Regions from separate parts of the Columba livia genome. Here region 2 is linked to region 1. The links are chromatin contacts, called in public Hi-C maps. All regions are on one chromosome and are shown on one strand. The core of a region is the stretch at or near the end of the contact, and the rest is flanking DNA. Distances in the headings are between cores, read along the strand shown.

What was found. Hi-C and Micro-C count contacts between places; a contact is called where the count stands out from the background.
Region 2: a Hi-C map of crop shows a contact between it and region 1, with 2.0 times the contacts expected there. The contact joins two enhancer-like sites. A contact is called at or near these places in 2 of 2 Hi-C or Micro-C datasets (crop and liver).

The regions. Positions count from the first base shown.
Region 1 is chr10:1,720,963-1,723,662 of bColLiv1.pat.W.v2, forward strand. It overlaps CFAP92 (cilia and flagella associated protein 92 (putative)), which reads left to right. Exons shown (of 20, transcript XM_065074876.1): 14 at 1,881-2,175. Among named protein-coding and RNA genes, the nearest start is that of CFAP92, 30 kb to the left of the region's middle. Within about 2 kb of position 1,324, at least 1 of the 3 cell types and tissues checked has an H3K27ac peak away from gene starts, as active enhancers do.
Region 2 is chr10:1,924,858-1,927,557 of bColLiv1.pat.W.v2, forward strand. All of the region lies in intron 3 of IQSEC1 (IQ motif and Sec7 domain ArfGEF 1), which reads right to left. LOC135580434 (a long non-coding RNA gene) reads right to left here. Exons shown (of 2, transcript XR_010474983.1): 2 at 1-2,700. Among named protein-coding and RNA genes, the nearest start is that of IQSEC1, 160 kb to the right of the region's middle. Within about 2 kb of position 1,319, at least 1 of the 3 cell types and tissues checked has an H3K27ac peak away from gene starts, as active enhancers do.

The DNA of each region.
Region 1 (2,700 bases), core at 74-2,573:
AGACTGGCTTGTTTAGATTAACTTCTGAACCGAAATCCTGCAAAGCTTCTTTGAAATGAATGGGGACATTTAGTCCTGAAACAAAAAAGAGTGAATGTCTCCTAAAAATCAGTCTGATTTCATAAACAATTTGTGCTAATGCGCAATAATATATATGTAGTCTCATAGCAGCCTTCCCCCTCACCCTCCCACATGCTTGCTTGTTGGTGAAACATATTCAATAATACGTATTACATATAGATTACCCATCTACTACAAGTTTTATTTTGCACATGTCAAGGCAGTTGCTGACAAATGAATGTAGCAGAGCTCCGATCTTGCACTCTGGTGTACGATACCTGTTGCCCCTTGCTGGCTGACCCAGCCAAGTTCAAGAACTGTTTATTTGTCGGTGACTAATGAACCTTCATTAAGCTGATGAAGAGCCAGGCCTTTACACTTACTTCAGTATCTTCGTTCTAATGGTCTGCATCTGACTTGGTTACCTCTTCACACATCTGTAATTTGTTTCACGTTTGCTCTGTGAGATGGTGAGGAGAAGAACACAATATGAATGCGACTGCTCGCCAGCACTGTGATGTCCTTAAAAGTCTTTCTTGTCTTTTTATTTTTTTCTTCAACAGTGGTTGGTGAATACTTTTCTTCCTTTAGCTATGTGCTGGCAATATTTGAGGTAGAAAATAACATAATACAGCGTATTTTAGATACTTGGTAGGCATGGAGGGCTGAGTCGCATCTGCCGGCGCTGGGTCTCAGTCCTTTTTGCCGCAACCTCATTCTGCTGGGCCTGCGATTATGCAGAGAAATAGAAATATGTTCTTCACTGGAGGGAACAGGCTGTGAACTGCGTTCAAGAGCAGCCGCTAACTCATAGAACTCCAGTTTTATTGGTTTTCTGTTTGCTGTAGTCAGGCACTGGTTTAATGTGCGCACAACAGAAACCGCAGTTTCCTGATGTATTTCCTCCTGCTGGAATTAGCCAGAAAATTAATTTGAACTGTAAAAAAACTAATGCACGTGATGCATATGCACAATGGCCAATTTAATTTTTAATGTACCGATATAAACTCAATTTGTGTCATTAAAGCTGGTGCGACTTTGAAATTAATGTTATTCAGTTGTGTGTGTTGTTCAGAACTAATGGTAAGAAGAGGTAGTTGTTGCAGTAATTTTACATTTGAATCTTTTACAGTACTTTTTAAAGTTACTCTCTCCAAATAAAGAACAGTTATGTGATAAATGAGTTAAACTTCCAGGTTTAGCAAGGAATTGTAATACTATGTGTGGCTGTTAGGTAAGTCACTATTTTGTGGCCTCTGCTGTGGCCTGAGCCAGAGAGACTGAGAACTGAATTTCAGTGCGTGGATACAAACTGTGCGTACGGTGTTCAATTGCCGTCAAATTTTTAGAACCGCTTTTGTGTGTACGCCAGGCTTTGCAGGCCAGACTTAGTGAATGAAATCAGATGTGAGTTAAGCGTTGTCATGAACAGCGTACGGAATGACATTTGATCACAACAAGAAGTAAAACAGAAGTAAGGCAGGATGGATTTTACGGGGTGTTCAACAAAACTATGGGTCATATGCTAGAATGAGGTGCATGAAGGGAGCTTGCTTTACTGCCTTTGCAGCCAGAGGCGAGAGAAACACAGCAACTAATCGTTAACTTGCAGCTAAATCTGGTGCCGGAAGCTTTCCTGGAATATTCCTAGTAGGTTTATTAAACTGCTGACCTTCTTTATTGCCGATAAATTCCAGCCTACGTGAACTGACCTGAACTTCTCAATGAATAGACGTTTCAATAAGGTTGTATAGTTTTTCCGCAGTAACATGAACTGTAGTGATTTTGTAAACTAATAATTTGTCGATGTCTATTTGTAGGCTCAGTTACCTCTGTCAGAGTAAGAGGTTGAGGGATGTAATTTGCGGGGATCTGCTGCCCTCAGCAGAGATGGTCACAGCCTTGAGTGCCAAGTACGGAGTTCCCCTCGCTGATGAGGATCTCTTCCCTCAGAAACCTCCTTCGCTCTCGCTTTCCTCTGATGATTATGCAGTACCAGGAAAAGTTAGAGGAGTGAAACAGGCAGTATGTGTTTCATTAGATAACGACAATGAAAAGTGTGTGCAGCGGAAGGAAGAAATAGCAAGGAAAACATCTTTTGAGAGAAGCCGTAGGGTGAGTAGATTACGATATGCAAGAGGCAAGCCTGATAGCTGCAAAACTTCATGTCCGAAGTCAACATCTCCTCCTTCTCCTGAAACAGTGACTTAAAAACTTATCATAAGGCATTTGTAGGTATTGAGGAAACATTGTAAAAAGGTGCAGGGTAATTTTATTTTGCAGAAGTGGAATTGCAAATGTAATTGCTTCTCAAAGGGGAAAACAATTCTAGCGCTCACAGACGAGACACTCTACGAGTGGTAAGGAAACTGATTATTTGAAGGACTTGTAAGTTCTTTTTGAGTTTGGTTCCTATTTTTCTTTGTCTCCTTCTTCTCCAGAGCTGCCCCATTGTGCCTTAGCAAGTCATCCAGGCTTCAGACGCTCGCAGGGGACCAAGCCAATTAAGCTCATGTGAAAATTGCGCTTTCTTCTCTTGCCATGTGAAAGACCTGCCTGCCTTTAGGCAACCAGAATGGCATTTATTCTTGGCTAAATAAAACCAGCAGTTGCAGACAGAGCTGGGCTGAGCTTTAAGGG
Region 2 (2,700 bases), core at 69-2,568, 200 kb after region 1:
AGGGATCCCGCATGGGCGCCGGGTTCCAGCCGGGCAGACACAGGACCACGGCGCAGGGCTCTGCACTGGCCCCATCCGCAGTGGCTCTTGTCCAACAGTTAGAAACTTTAGGGGGTATGCGAACACCAGAGTGTATAAGTTCCATATTTTTAAAATATATATTTTGTATATTTGTGTGCGAATATACATATGCATGCATACATTTATATAGAATAAATAAAAATCAAATTTACTGTAATAAGAATTTTCACTACCCTGACTTTCCATAACAAAAGGAGCCAGTTGAAATCACAATAAGATGACCACATGCTTTACATAACTTCAGAGTTCAAAAGTGATTGCCATATCCATTCTAAGTTCCAAACAGTGCTTCCAGCAGGGCAGTTCGGGGTACTTCTGTACCCACGGGAGCTAGTACAGCGTCAATGCAAACCAAGAAATCAGACCGTGCAGTGCCAGATGCGTCTGAGAGGGCCAAAGGTTCTGAGTGCCATCTGGGTAGAGCTGTATCTGGAGAACAGCCATACTTGGGAGACTGCTGTATATCTGTCTGCATCTGTATATACACACACGATGCTGTGAAATGGTTTTAGAAAAGCCCTCAAAACACAAAACATGGAAAGAAATTGTCAAAGTACCTAAAGCGGGTAAGCTTTAAATGAATCTTCCCCATTCTTCAATTTCACACTTATTACCCAAAGACTATTATAGCATTTAACTTTTCAGTACCAGAGAATTCACTGAAACAAACAACTGGCAGACACTTGCACATCTGGCTAGAGCTGGCAGCACTTCGTCTACACTGCAGCCTCCACTGCTGCGTCTTGTACCACTCCAGGTTCGGACAGATAAAGCATCTTACATGAAGACTAATGAAAATTGCCTCCCAGATTTCTCCATTCTCATGGCTAAGCCAACGAGGGACTTCCTCAAGCTGGCCTAGGTTTTGTGGCTGTGACAAGCACCTAATGAAACATGAAAGCAAAGCTCAGGATTCATTTTGCCTCCTCTGCAATGAAGCGATAGGGTTCCTGCTGCTCCACTTACACACCTACAGCTCTGTTTCCCTTGTTGGCTCTTTGATCATCATTAAGTCTTTGATGCAAAATGTTAAATGAGTTGACGATGCCTATTAGTCATTTTCGGTTTTATTTTATAAAGCAGTGGCTATTTTCTTGTCTTGAAGCACTAAAGTTAACTAAGCAATTTGCAGGGAGAGCTACTACTGTTCATGTGGTGGCAAAAAGAAACATTTTCATTAAGCTTCCCAAAATCAAGAAGAAAATACATTTTTAAAAGAGCCTTCAATAATAAAGCAGAAGACATGTCTCTGCAGGCTCCAGAATTGCTGAATGGCGGTGGAGAGCACCTCGATTTCACGCTGAACCCCAGAGCCCCAGGAGCAATCTGGAGGCTTCCGCAGGCAGCTGAGAGCTTGCCCGCTAACAAAGAACAACGGCGAGCAAAATGGCTTGAATCACACACCTCGTGACCGAGCTGCAAACAAACTTGTTTGTCAGAAACATCTGCTGCACGGCAGAGCCGGAGCTGTGGGCTGCCTGCCCGTTCCCCGCACTGTCACGTGTCACCTGGTTCATAATGCTGCTTGTGGGATTACCAAAGAAAATTATTTGAGCAACATTTCCTGACTGAGATTAATTATCTGCGCTACACCAGCCCCTGGCAAAATCTTGTTATAAAATATCAATTACAACTAAGTGAATTCTCCATAAAGATGAATTTAATTGAGGGAAAGAGCAAGATAGATTGCAATTCTACCTGATTTTCAGGTGTGCAATGCTCCAGTGATTGGCTAGGAAAGAAAAAACGCAGAGGGGAACGTGATGTGGCATAATTTACTCAGAAAAAAAGAATGCTTACATAAATGGATCATAAATTGTGTTGATTATCTGCATTTTCCTACAAATGCATCAACCAAAAATCACTAAAGGTCAAAGAGAGTACAAATAACAACTAAAAAACAAACCCAAAGAACTCTAATGGGTGTGGAAACAAAAGCATTTGCTTTGAAACACTTGAAGTTAGCAAGGGACATATTTTTCATTAATAATACTTTGTGTACAATTTTTCCCTTGAATATGGAAATAAACGTAACTGTAGGAAGAAATGGGCTTTGGTTATTTGAAATTTCAGCTGCTCAGCTGGTTTAGTAAATACAGGTAGTTATTTTCAGATTTTCTAATAACTTAGCCCCAGCTCTAACGGGAAAACAGCAACACCCATATTTTATAGCAATGACTAAGGTAAAACATTAATTGCAGATCAAGCTGTTAGCTGAGCATGAAGCAGCCGTACTGAGCAGGATCTTGGAGACCTCCCACCCTTATTAGCACCTTTATTTAATGAAGCATTCTTTAATGAGTACCCAGATGTTTGCTATACACTTACTATGCAAACTAAAACATATTAGCTGTACAGATACTGTTTCCTTCTGACCATGTACACATTCTGGTGTGAAAAACAGAGATAACTCACTCCGAGTCCCTCCCACCCCCAAGAAAGGCTCCAAAGCCTCTGTTCAGGGTCAGTAAATGAACATCTGTGTGTTCCAGGGTGGAAACCCAACGGCAGCAGCACCGAGTCACGAAAGATCAGCAAGCAGCAGAGAACAGAAGGCCGGACTTGATCCAGACATAAGCAGGAAAACTACCTCTCAACTCACTGGGTGTTGTTTCTCCT